Regions from separate parts of the Mus musculus genome. Here region 2 is linked to region 1. A link is a contact called in public promoter capture Hi-C data. All regions are on one chromosome and are shown on one strand. Each heading gives the region's core, a stretch centred on a gene start, on an enhancer-like site or on the middle of the called end of the contact. The rest is flanking DNA. Distances are from core to core; before and after follow the strand shown.

Evidence for each region. Promoter capture Hi-C pulls out the DNA fragments that hold promoters and counts their contacts.
Region 2: a contact with region 1 is called in a promoter capture Hi-C map of pre-B cells. The contact joins the promoter of Naa25 here to the promoter of Srsf9 in region 1. A contact is called at or near these places in 1 of 39 promoter capture datasets (pre-B cells) and 2 of 484 Hi-C or Micro-C datasets (CD4 T cells and CD8 T cells).

Annotation. Positions count from the first base shown.
Region 1 is chr5:115,323,201-115,329,624 of GRCm38.p6, reverse strand. It overlaps Srsf9 (serine and arginine-rich splicing factor 9), which reads right to left and starts at 2,448. Exons shown (of 4, transcript NM_025573.3): 1 at 2,126-2,448. The coding sequence starts at 2,316.
Region 2 is chr5:121,395,019-121,401,442 of GRCm38.p6, reverse strand. Naa25 (N(alpha)-acetyltransferase 25, NatB auxiliary subunit) reads right to left here and starts at 3,448. Exons shown (of 24, transcript NM_172722.4): 1 at 3,381-3,448. The coding sequence starts at 3,438.

The DNA of each region.
Region 1 (6,424 bases), core at 1,199-3,698:
ATAATTCTATGATTGGAGGTCACTACAACATGGAGAACTAACTGTATTACAGAAAGGTTGAGAACGCCCACTGACAGCTTGGAAACATCCTACAATAGGCCTTGTAATAGTCTTCCACAAGACAGAGCTCACGGAGCAGGAGACACATTAAAAGTGTTTCAAAAACCAGGCACCCGGGAGGCTGAGGCAGGGAGTTCTGAGACCACCGTGGTGGACAAAGAAAGACTGCCTCAAAAAGTCACTGCAAAATTAAATTAAAGACAAATGAGAGGAGGGCCCATCAGCATCCACAGGACAGTTCCCAACCATCAGTAACTCCAGTCCCAGGGGAGCCAACCACCTCTTCTGACTTCCTTGGGCAACAGGCATGCACATGGAGCAAATATAGCCAGGTAACACACACACATAAGTCATCTTAATAAATAATACATAAATTAAAAAAAAGAAAAAAAAAGATAAGAGGTCTAGGTTCTGTGACTCACGTCTTTAACACCAGCTACAGGAGCCAGAGGCAAGCGGATCTCTGTGAGTTCAAGTTCAGGCCAGTCAGAGCTATAGTATAAGACCCTGTCTAAAACACACACACACACACACAAAAGGCATCAAGGAACACGACCATGGCACCTTGATTGCTGGAGTGAATTACAATGGACTGGAAGGGTCAGGCGTATTAGGGATTAAAAGCAGAATTTGTAGGTAAAGGATCTAAGTTACCTCTTGAAGCTTTTATAACTCTAATTGAGAAATTATAGTTAATTTATAACTGCCTATCCAACAGTTATCAAATCTTAAGTGCTTTCTTTGAAACTTCCCAAATAGAGCAGAATATAGGTCTTTTGTCACACCACACAGTAGTTACGGGGTGCAAATCCTACCTAGATCCTCTCCAAACACCTACCAATTGTTATCCCTTTACTAACCTCTTGCATTAAACAATCCGCATTTTGTGTGAAATACGGTCAGCATCCTCTGCTTCATGGGCTATTGAAAAACGCTAACTACACGAGGCGTGGCACTTGACACAGAACTTGACTATTAAAGACACAATGGCACTGTTCATTAGGGCCATAATTTTTCTCACGTTCATTTGTATTTAAAAAAAAAAAAAAAAGCTTCAGTCTATTTTTTGAGGCAAACTGCAAGACACTTAGGGGATAAGCTGGGTTAGTCTTCAACCATCGAAGTCCGGAGTACTTCTACTGTGAATCCGTAATCTCCAACCCAGGCCGGCGAGACACCGGGTCGGCAGGCAGAGATGAAGCTCTCCTCCCAACGAGGCTGAGAAGACAGGGAACAGGTCCTTACTGACCCTCCCAAGGGGACGACCGCCAACGGCGCAGAGATCTCTAAACTAAAGCATACTTTCCGGCCTCTTCCTGACCCAGGGCTCACGACATTTGCACACACACACAAAAAAAATAAAAATAATAATTAAAAAAAAAATCAAAGATCCTTCGGCGCGGGTTTTGGGGGAGCCTAGCTTTTCCACATCCCTGCTACAATTAACTTCTGGCTTCTGGCGGGGAATTAACTTCCCTCATTAGAGGGGAATGAAATCAGAGATGCTAACCCCCCACCCGTCTCTCTCTCCCGCTGTTTAATCTGATCCCCCTTTACTAGAACTAGGCTCGGTGGGGCGCCCAAGTGAGGGCTGGCTCCAGACACCCCGCTTTTCAGCCGCCCAAGGCAACCTGTGGTCCCCGCCAACGCCGTCTGTTCCCCGGTAACGGCGAGGGCCACCCCCACCCACAGACCCGAACCCGGACTCGGGAGGAGGGGGCGGGATGGGCGACTGTCGCCTTCGGCCGAGTCCTCTGCAGGGTCGGTTCGGGGGACCCGAGCCCCGCGCTTCCCTCATTTCGGGGTGCTTCCCGTTAGGGTGCTTTTCCCAAACTCGAGGGCTGGGCAGAGCGCGCTGGTTTTTACCCTCCTCGGGGGCAAGTCGGGCGGGCTGGAGCCTTCCGATTGAAGGAAGTGACACCAGGCAAAGCCGCCTCCAGCCGGGGGTGGGGGGGGGGCGCCGCGAGGGGTCAGCACGGCGGGGAGGGGGAGGGGAAGGCGCTGGGGGAGGGGAGGGGAGGCCGGGCCCGGCGGAGATGGGGCGAGCCGCCGGCGGAATCCTCACCGCGGGTCCTCGAAGCGCACGAAGGCGAAGGGCACGAGGCCGTGCCGGTTCTTGAGCTCGATCTCGCGGATGCGGCCGTACTTGTAGAACAAGTCCTCGAGGTCCTTCTCGCGCACGTCGGACGGAAGGTTGCCCACGTAGATGCGCCCGTCGCCCTCGCCGCCGCGCTCGTCCGCCCAGCCCGACGACATCCGCACCGGCCGACGCCGCGGGCCCGCCGCAGCCCACGTCCCGTCGCAGCCGCCTCCGCCGCCGACGCCGCCTCCTCAGCCCGGGGCCCCCCGCCGCAGCCTCCCCCGCGGGCTCCCGAGGCGCTCAGCCGCACTGCATTGTGGGAACGCGGCGCGGAAGCCGTGAGGAAGCGGGGGCGGGAGGGGGCGGCGGTCGGAGGATTTTTAAAGCGATCTTAAAGGGGTAGCCGCCGCCGCGAGGTGCGCTTGCGCAGAGGGCGGGGTCTCTCCCTAGAGATGCGAGCGGAAGGTTCCCGGAGGTGGGACCCGAGCGCCTCCTAAGCTGGTAGGTCACTAAGCTTGGGGCTGTCCTTCTGAGGAGAAGGACGCGGACCCCACAGAAGCCCTCAGACTGCCCAGCGCTGGGCTATCCTGGCCCTCGGTCTCAGGTCTGTAGTCGTCCCTTAGACCCGAGGTGTAAGCCTGAGATGGTCGCCAAAGCTTGGTTGTCCGAGTTTCTGGAGAATGGAGAGTGGATGCGCAAACCTTTCGTTCCAACACTCCGAACCCGGACAGAGGCAGGAGCAACTATCTCCATGAGTTCAAGGCCAGCCTGGTTTACATAGAGAAATAAAAGGTATAGTGGAGAAGAAGGTTTATTGTAGGTATGTGGGAGAGCATACTATACTCAGAGGGAGGCCATCTAGGAGAGTCCAGAAGGGGACGAGACCAGGCAGAACTGGGCCCTGTGAGGAGAGGCGGGAAGGAGAGGGGAAACAGATCCTGCAGTCAGAAGGTCAAAAGGTGTAAAAAGAGGAAGGTAGTCAAGATGTCTGGATTATATAGGGAAGAGCCTCTAGGGGAAGGGCAGCCTAGCCCCTGGCCTGGAGGGCGGGGTATGTCAGCCAAACCCTGTAACAGATAAGGACTGGAGGATGCCAGAAGCTGGAGACCAGGTCTGCTTTGGTATCTTATATAGGCACCTCAGCGGATCATCCCGGGTTTGAAACTTCACAGCTACCCTGTCTCCAAGAAAGAGAGAGAAAAGAGAATCTGTGGAGGATACGCATGTATTATTTCATATCACCACAAGCATCACTGTAGAGTTTGCCTATTTGTGCATTCTAAACTATAGAACAACCTCACCAAACAAAACAGTGAGTGGGAATGCATGCCAGTAAATCTCACTCTCCTGAGGCTAAGGTGAGAGACTTTAAAATTCTAGGCTAGCCTTGACAACAACTTACTGAGATCCTACCCTGAAAAACTATTCAAACCTAGATGCCTGGAGGGATATAAGGCAAAGATAGCAAGATGATAGAGAGCTGTAACCCTAGGCAGCTCGGTTGTTGTTTCATTTGTTCTCTGTAAGATTTTTGGATCCCAGCCTAAGGCTACACCATAAAACAATATGTCCAGGGGCTGGAGAGATGGTGCCAGTGATTAAGAGCCTTGACTGCTCTTCCAAAGGACCTGAGTTCAATACCCAGTACCTACATGGCAGCTCACAGCTGTCTGTAACTCCAGTTCCAGGAGATTGCCACCCTCACACAGACAGACATACAGGCAAAAACACCAATGAACATACAATAAATCTTTAGAAACAAAAAACCCAAAAGCCTCAAATTACATATCTTTATGTTTATCCTTGTATTCTGTGTAGTTAGAGAAAAAAAAAAAGGCAGGTGGATCTCTGTGAATTTAAGGCCAGCCAAGTGTGCAGAGCTAATCCCAAGACAGCCAAGGAGGCACAGAGAAAAACTGTCTTAAAAAAAAAAAAGCAGGGGGGTGGGGTGGTGTATAGGGGACTTTTGGGATAGCATTTGAAATATAAATGAAGAAAATATACAAGAAAAAAAAAAAAAGCCAGGCGGTGGTGGTGCACACCTTTAATCCCAGCACTCGGGAGGCAGAGGCAGGCAGATTTCTGAGTTCGAGGCCAGCCTGGTCTACAGAGTGAGTTCCAGGACAGCCAGGGCTACACAGAGAAACCCTGTCTGGAAAAAACAAAACAAAACAAAGATACATATAACTAGGTATTGCTTATTACCCAAAAGCATAGAAACTTTTCAAAGGATGTGGGTGGAGAAGGTCACCTTCAGCAATACATGGAGTTTGAGGGCAACCCAGCCTACATCAGAAAAGCAAAACAAAACAAAAACCTAACTAAATGCTAAGATGTCAGCGTAAAAGTAAAATCTTCCGTCTGTGGAGCTACCTCCTTGCGTTCACCTCTCCTATATTTTTGCCTCTCCTATATTTGGGTAAGACATCTGCTGATGGCAACAATCCTCTATTTTTGTACTTTTCTGTGTTTACCAAATTGTAATTAGCCTGTACTCGGTTTTATAAGTAGAATAAAGTGCAATAAATGGCCTCTCAGATATGACTGCGTCTTGCGTCTGGGATATGCAACGCTTCTGACTGCTCTTACCAGGCCCCAAAGGCAAACTGGGAAGACCCCTGGCCAGATGGAATCTCGAATCTAAGTGTATGTTTTTAAAGCTCTCCCCAGAGGGCATGGTGACACACACCCTTAATTTCTGTACTTGGGAAGCAGAGGCAGGATGCTCTACATAGTGAGTTCAAGGCCAGCTGAGGCTATATAGTGAGTGAGATACTGTCTCAAAAAAAAAAAAAAAAGGCATTAAAAAATCTAAATTTGGGCTGGCAAGATGGCTCAGTGGTTAAGAGCGCCGACTGCTCTTCTGAAGGTCCTGAGTTCAAATCCCAGCAACCACATGGTGGCTCACAACCATCCGTAATGAAATCTGATGCCCTCTTCTGGAGTGTCTGAGGACAGCTACAGTGTACTTACATATAATAAATAAATAAATCTTTAAAAACAAAACATTGTTTAAAAAAAATCTAAATTTTTCAGAGTATACTTAGATGTATTAATGTTTCTCAATTATCATTTCCATGTAGTATTGCAAAGATTTCTGGTTTTGCTATTGGAGAAAACTTGGTAGTATCCTAGAGAGAGAGAGAGAGGAGTCAGCTGATAGGAAGGACTCCAGATGGAAAAACTTAGGATTGGCTAAATTGTTAGGAGACAGTTAGGACCCGGTGTGGAACTTAAAGGTGGAGGATTTTGTTCCTGTAAAGCCAGATCCTGACTTTTTGTAGATTCCAACACAAATCAGACCAAAACCTGGCTTCCTGTTCACACTCTGCTAAGGCACAGATTGTAGACAGGGAAACATCTATTGATCTCATTAGTCACCATCTTTGGATTTAAATTAGGCCGTGTTTTCTGACCAGGCAGTTGCTCTGAAGCAGTCAGGTAAAGTAGTTTAGTGAAGGGTAAGACCCTTGAGACCACCTTGGGGTGCTGCCTCCCATGTTTAAGAACCCCTGAGGGGAGGCTCCGGAGAGTTGGCTTAAGTGGTAAAATGCTTGCCATGCAAGCATAAAACCCAGGCTCAGCTTCTAGAGCCTTAAGTGAAGAGCTACAGTGAAAGCGACAGAGGGGGTAGGGGGGTAGGGGTGGAGAGGCGAGACAGGTGGGCCAAGGGCTCCCAGCAGCCAGTCATACATGTACACACACGCATGTGCACATGCATAGAAACATGTACACACATGCACAGTACACAGGCATAAGCTTTTTAAAAAAAATAGATCTTAGGCTACCAAGATGGCTCGGGGTGGAGTCGCTTGCTGCCAGCTCCAACAACTTGAATTTATTCCCCCGGACCCACATGGTGAAAGGAAAGAACCAGGCCCCACCAGTTTCTGGCCTGACCTACCCTGGATGTTGGGGTAATCTACCCCCCTACATACACACACATTTAATCACATGACTATGTAGGTCTGCCCCGGTGTTTTCAGTTGTTAATTGCTATGCAGGCAGAGCCATGTGCCGGCAGGATATTTGGTATTATCATTTCTCTGACCCATCACCTGCTTTCTATAAGTAAATGCTTGTCCTTCCTCACCTGTTCAGAGGACAATCCCCTGCAAATAATCATGTTAAAAAAGCAAGCAGCCATGGCGGTAAAGGTTGAGTAACCCGCTATGCCAAAGGGCAACACAGAGAGAAGCACCAGGTGATGTCCTGTTGCCGGTCGGTTCAGACTGGGTGAATAAGGATGAATAAATATGGCTTTTTGTAGAATAAGGAGCTGTT
Region 2 (6,424 bases), core at 2,199-4,698, 6.1 Mb before region 1:
AACCATGTTACACCTGATCCTAAGACTGCAATGCAGAACAGATTAGAACAAAGGATTTTGTGTGTGCATGTGTGTGTTCACAGGTTGGTGCTGTGTGTCTCAAAGTCAGAGGACAACTTCTCAGAGAAGGTTCTCTCCTAACACCATGTGGGTTCCCAGGATGACTCTCTGATGCTCAGGAATGGCAGCCTGTGCCTTTGTGCACTGAGCCACCTCACAGCCCCAACATAGGCAATAACAGCAGGAAAAAAAGCACCGAGCTCCCCAACTCAAACAAAGGTGTCAACTGGTGAGAACTGGCAAGAGGTTATCTCAAAAAGGCAGAAGGATGGCTCACGGCACTAGCCTCTAATCCCAGCCCTCACAGACTGAGACGGGAGGGTCTTGAGCTTGAGACCAGCAGGAGCAACTCAGGGAGCTGCAGGCCAGTCTGGACTACAGAAGCCTGTGTTCAACCCCACCCCACAACTCACTGCTTACCGCCTGAGCCCACGGATCTGTCCAGTCTCCAGTTCCCACAGTGACTAGCTCTCAGCACTGAACATCAATCTATGGCTGAGCTCCAAGCAGATGAGCTTGCTCATGGGTCAGTTAGTACTGTCTGGACTTGAGGATTACCAGTTGTTTGGGAGCATTGATGTGTTTGAACACAGTTCAGGAGCTCTAAGTACGAAGTCTGTAGCAAGGCCTATCCACTTTATGTTAGCCCCTCAGAAGCCCTCCTCTACTCTCTACTAGCTGTTAACAAAAGCCACATAATTCAGATTTCACTTTGAGAATATGACCTGTCGCTTCTGATTAATAAATATATCCTGATGTTTGGCAATGTGAAATGGTACTTTTTATTGAGCAATTCAAAACATAACTGAATATAAGACCAATAACGTTCCCCTTGGTCTTCAAGAACAATGTTATAAATCTAATTATTCTTTAAAAAAAAGGGTTTAGTCTTTTTATAAAAGACTTTTCAGAAAAAGGAGAAGTCAACATTCCTTGTCTGTGTAAGGATGTGATTCACAAACCATGAACCCTTAACTTAGGTTTTACTTTCTATTACCCAGAAGCAGGACAGTGGAAAGTCAGAGACAAGCCTGGTCCACACGGGGACTGCAAAGGCAGGATGTGCAGCCATGGGGAAATCTGAGTCCTCTTCCCGATAGGCCCCACCCCTGCAATCTTAGAAGAATCAACATGACGCAACTTCTAACACAGTGGTTAAGACACCGAGCCTGGAGTTCAAATCCCAAGTCCAGGATGTATCTGAGCTAGATAAATCACATAAGAGCAATAGGATTCCTGCTCCAGCTGTCTACGGGGAGTGTGTGTGTGTGTGTGTGTGTGTGTGTGTGTTGAAAGCTCAAGGGCACAGACTGGATTAAGTTTTCTAAACTCATTATGATTACCCACAGGGCCATTACTGCTAGAAACAAGTGATGGGAAGGTAAGCCATCACACAACAGAGCACCAAGGGCTGTAGAGATGGCTCATCAGGTGAGGGTACTTACCACCATTCCTGATAACGTTTACGATAGCCCAGGACCTTTATGATAGGGAAGAACCAACTCCCTCTAGCATGGTGTCCTCTGAACTCCACAGGCTCACAGTGTCATTCATGTGACCACACTCCACCACACACACACGCCCAAAAAACATTTCTTCATCAAATGGAATAAAAAAAGAATTTCATCACACACATATATGAAAGTATGATTGCTGGGCATAGGGCCACGTGACTGTAATCCCAACAGTTGGGAGCCACAGGCAGGGGAGCTGAAAGCTTGAGTCCAGCTGGTCCACCTAAGGAGTTCAAGACCTGTTACTTAAAAAAAGAAAAGAGTACTGGGCAGTGGTAGTGCCTGCCTTTAATCCCAGCACTTGGGAAGCAGAGGCGGGCAGATGTCTGAGTTCGAGGCCAGCGAGGCCAGCCTGGTCTACAAGGTGAGTTCCAGGACAGCCAGGGCTACACAGAGAAACCCTGTCTCAAAAAAAAGGAAGGAATGAGCAGCTGGGTTTGGTGGCACCTTTAATCCCAGCACTCGGAAGGCAGAAAGCTGGTGATTTCTATGAGTTCCACGCAGTCGAGGGCTACATAGAGAGGTCTTGTTCCAGACCCAGCACCTACACCCTGGCTTACAACAGTCTGTAACTACAGATCCAGGACATCCTGATGCCCCTCTTCAAGCACCAGGAATGCACGTGGTGCACAGACATCAAACTGGCAAGCAAGAACCCACATATGTACCAATTTGCTAGAGACACAAGCACCCATTCTGCCAAGGGGAGAGGAAAACCCCTAAAAACGAAAGAGCCCAAAACCCATAGCCACACTGAAAACGTGAGGTCTGCTGTAGCCAAAAAAAAAAAAAAAAAAAAAGCACTGACCTTGATAAAGCTTCCTTCCTCATCATTACCTGAGACAAGACCATACAACCATCAACGAGGCGAGCGAGACATGGCAAAATTAAATAAAATAAATAAATAAATAAATAAGGCACCGCTTCCAATAACAGAACATCTCAGTCACTGCAAAGTGTTTTCTCTCTGACTCAGTTTGGTGATTCTTTTTATTCTATTACGGTGGGAAGATGACGATAAAGACACATCTTGAAAGCCTGCGGGGTTTGGGATGCGCGCCGTGAGGAGGGTTCAACGCAAGCAAAAGCACGAGGAAGTCAAGAGGCAGAGAATAAACCTCAGACACGGTGCTGAAAGGTTAAAAAAAACAAAAAACCTTCCATTCCAGCAGCCTGGCCGGCCGCTCCGGCAACACCAGCTCCTGCCATCTCTTGCCCGCTATTCGGGGCCCGCGACCCCCTCCCCCCCGCCTCCCACGTGTGCCCAGAACAGCTGTTCCTGCATCAGGATGGGACTCGGGTCTCAGTGACCTTGCATCAGCCCCTTCCCTTCTCCGGGTCTCAGTTTCCCCACGTGCACTTAGACTACATTCTGTAAGACAGCCCTCCCCGGATCCTCATCCTGGTACCCAGAGCAATCATCACTGGGGTATCTCCCTTCCGGAGGCGAGCGCTCCCACCGTCGCGCCTGAGCCGCTTGTCACCTGCAAGAAAAGACCGCGCGGGGGTTCCTCGGGAGCGGCTGGAATAAAACAACCTGCCGGGAGCGCTGGTCTCCAAGCGGCGGCGCGATCCGCACAGAGTTGACAGCGGCGCGCACCCACCGTTGTCTTGTCGCCTCCGGGTCCAGCGACGCCGGGGTCCGCGCCTAAGCGAGGGCGAGGCTGCGGCCTAGCGCCCCGCGCGGTCCGCCCCCTCGCCGCCCCACCCCGCGCGCGACCCCAGCGACCCTCCCTGGCCTTCGCCCGAACCGGGGCACGCTTTGTCTCGCCGCGGTGGCTAACAGACCGACTCCGGGGTACTCACCGTAAATGGGCCGGAGGCGCCGGTCGTTAGGGTCCTGCACATGGCCCCGCGTCGCCATGATGACAAGCGCAGAACCTCAGTGCGCAAGCGCTGAGCAGGCCCCCGGGAAGGGGCCGTTAAAGGGCCAGCGTCGAGCTCGCCGACCTATCGCGATAGTGGAGGGGAGGTACGGCGGAGTGCGCCTGCGTAGAAAGGGTGGCTCGCCTCTCCTTTAATTGGCGCTGTGGTTTGATTTTTTTTTTTTTTTTTTTTTTTTTTGCCTGCGGAGTCATCGGGACCCCAGGGGCGGTTGTTGTGGTTGAAGGCGTGGAGAGAGAGTGCGGTTTAATCTCACTGACTGTAACAGCTAGAAGAACCAGTTGGTTTTGGCCCTTGATGGTGAAGCAACCTGGAACTTGTTGAGTGGGAGCCCTGGGAGCGTGCTTGCCCAACAGTGAAACTGTAGAAAAAGCCTGCGAGCCCTCCTCCACCCGTTCCCTGAACTCAGTGCTGTGCGTGGCTAGACACTAGTGCAAGCTCTTTAAGTAGGTTGCTTTTAACATTCCCACGGCACTAGACGGTATAATGAGCTTTCTTTGTACAGATTTACAATTCGCACGGCCCAGAGTTATGAGTGCTATTTGGGCGGCGATAATGACAAGGAGCTAAAGGTATCCCCAGCACTCGGGAGGCAGAGGCAGGCGGATCTCCTTGAGTTCGAGGTTAGCCTGGTCTACATAATGAGTTCCAGGACAGCCAAGGCTATGTAGAGACCCTGTCCCTATAAAGAAATGGATAGAAATAAAAATAAAAAGGTTCTCCCACCAAGTGGTTGCTTGCCCTATTTGGCTGGCATTCCTCCTTGCCCCAACAATTTTTCCCTCAGTTCATGGCTCCTCTTCTCCAGCTGCATGTAACTGGATTTGGCGTTTGTAACACTTTCACAGACCAGTGAATCTTGTAGCTTTAGCGGTATGTAAGGTGTATATCCGTAACTACCGCACTGAAGGGGCTAAGACAAGAGGCTAGTAAGGGCCAGACTGGGCTAGCTACATAGGAAGACCCTGTCTCAAAAGAGAGGGAGAAGAAATGGTACATGTTTGAGCTGATTTAGCTTAGGGATTTAAACATTACACAATGTATACAAGTATGGGGCAATACATAGTACCCTGTACAGATGTATAACTGTTTGAATGTGTCCCTTACAAGTTTTAAAAGCTTACCATTGGTTATTTCATGTGTGTTTCTGTATATATGTGTGTGGGCACTCCAATACCCAAAGTGTGGAGGGTCTCTCTGTCTACCACAGTGGTTCTCAACCTGTGGTTCGTGACCCTCATTCATTCTATTTCAGATGTTTACAATTGGTAACATGAGCAAAGTTACAGTTATGAAGTAGCAATGAAATAATTTCATGGTTGGGGGTAGGGGTCACCACAACATGAGGCCCTGTGTTAAAAGGTTGCAGCTTCAGAAAGGTTGTAATCCACTGTAAAAATGTGAAAGCTGCCAGGGCATGGTGGCGCACGCCTTTAGTCCAAGCACTTGGGAGGCAGAGGCAGGTGGATTTCTGAGTTTGAGGCCAGCCTGGTCTACAGAGTGAGTTCCAGGACAGCCAGGGCTACACAGAGAAACCCTGTCTTGAAAAAGAGGAGGAAGAGGAAGGAAGGAAAAATGGAAGGAAAACAAACCAAGGTTCAGTTCCCAGCACCACAACTGTCGGTAACTTTAGTTGCAGGGAATCTGAGGCCCTCTTCTGGCCTCTGGGCACTGGATACAGGTGCTGCACAGTTAGTTGTACATGCAGACAAAATGCTTATACACATGTTTTAAATTAAAGTTTACATTCAAAATGACACACATACACACATACACACGCCTGAATCAGCACACACCCAGAGGACTTGCCTAGGCTCAGAATTTTTAACTACATAGACCCAGGCAGTACACAGAATGTTTTCAGTATTTTTGTATGTATGCATACATGTGTGGGGGTAATGAGTACCTGAAGAGGCGAGAGAAGGTGGCTGTTTGTCCTTCTCTGTCAGTCCTCATCCCATTCACCTGAGAGAGGGTCTCTCAACTGAACGTGGAGCTGGCTATTTTTTCAGCTGAGCTGGCAGCCAGCAAGTTTCTGCCGTCCTCCATTTGAAGCTACAGTAAGGCAAGCCCAGCCTTTCCCATGTGTGCTCAGGATCAGAAGCCAAGACATCATGCTTGCTTATCCAAAGCTCACACCCCTGGAGCCCGCTCCTGCCCTATTCTTTTTATGTGTACAGGCACTCCCTTACATGGACGCCTGTGCACCACATATGTGCCTGCAGCTATCAGAGGCTACAAGAGTGTGTCAGATCCCTGGACTTGAGTCACAGCACATTTCAAACCACAGCGTGAGCACTGGGGACCAAACTCTGGTCCTATGGCAGAGCAAACAGCTCATAACTGCTGAGCTATCTCTGCAGCCTCTTTTTTTTTTTTTAAGATTCATTTATTATATTATAAGTACACTGTAGCTGTCTTCAGACACTCCAGAAGAGGACATCAGATCCCATTACGGATGGTTGTGAGCCACCATGTGGTTGCTGAGATTTGAACTCAGGACCTTCAGAAGAGCAGTCGGTGCTCTTAACCACTGAGCCATCTTGCCAGCCCTTCTCCAGCCTCTTGTGTTGGATTTGGAGACATAGCCTCAGCTGGCCTCAAAGTCCTGATCCCCCTGCCTTAAATTCCTCAATTCAAGGAGCATAGTTGTATCCACCACACTAGCTTGGTGGGGGGGTTATTGTTGGTTTGTTTTGGGTGATCAGGATATTGGGCCTAGGTCCTCATGCATACTTGGAGAACATTCTACCACTGAATGGCATCCCTAACACTCTTTTTACTTTTGATTTCTCGACGGGGGTAACAGGACTTGTCCATGGTGGGCTTGAACTTCCTCTGCAGTCCGGGTGATCCTCTTCCCTCAGCCCTCAAGGAAGCTGGGACGATAGGCCTGACCTACCATGCCAGCCTGATTCCCGTGAAACTTTGTGAACCAAACACTTCTGCTCTCATAATGAGCTTAA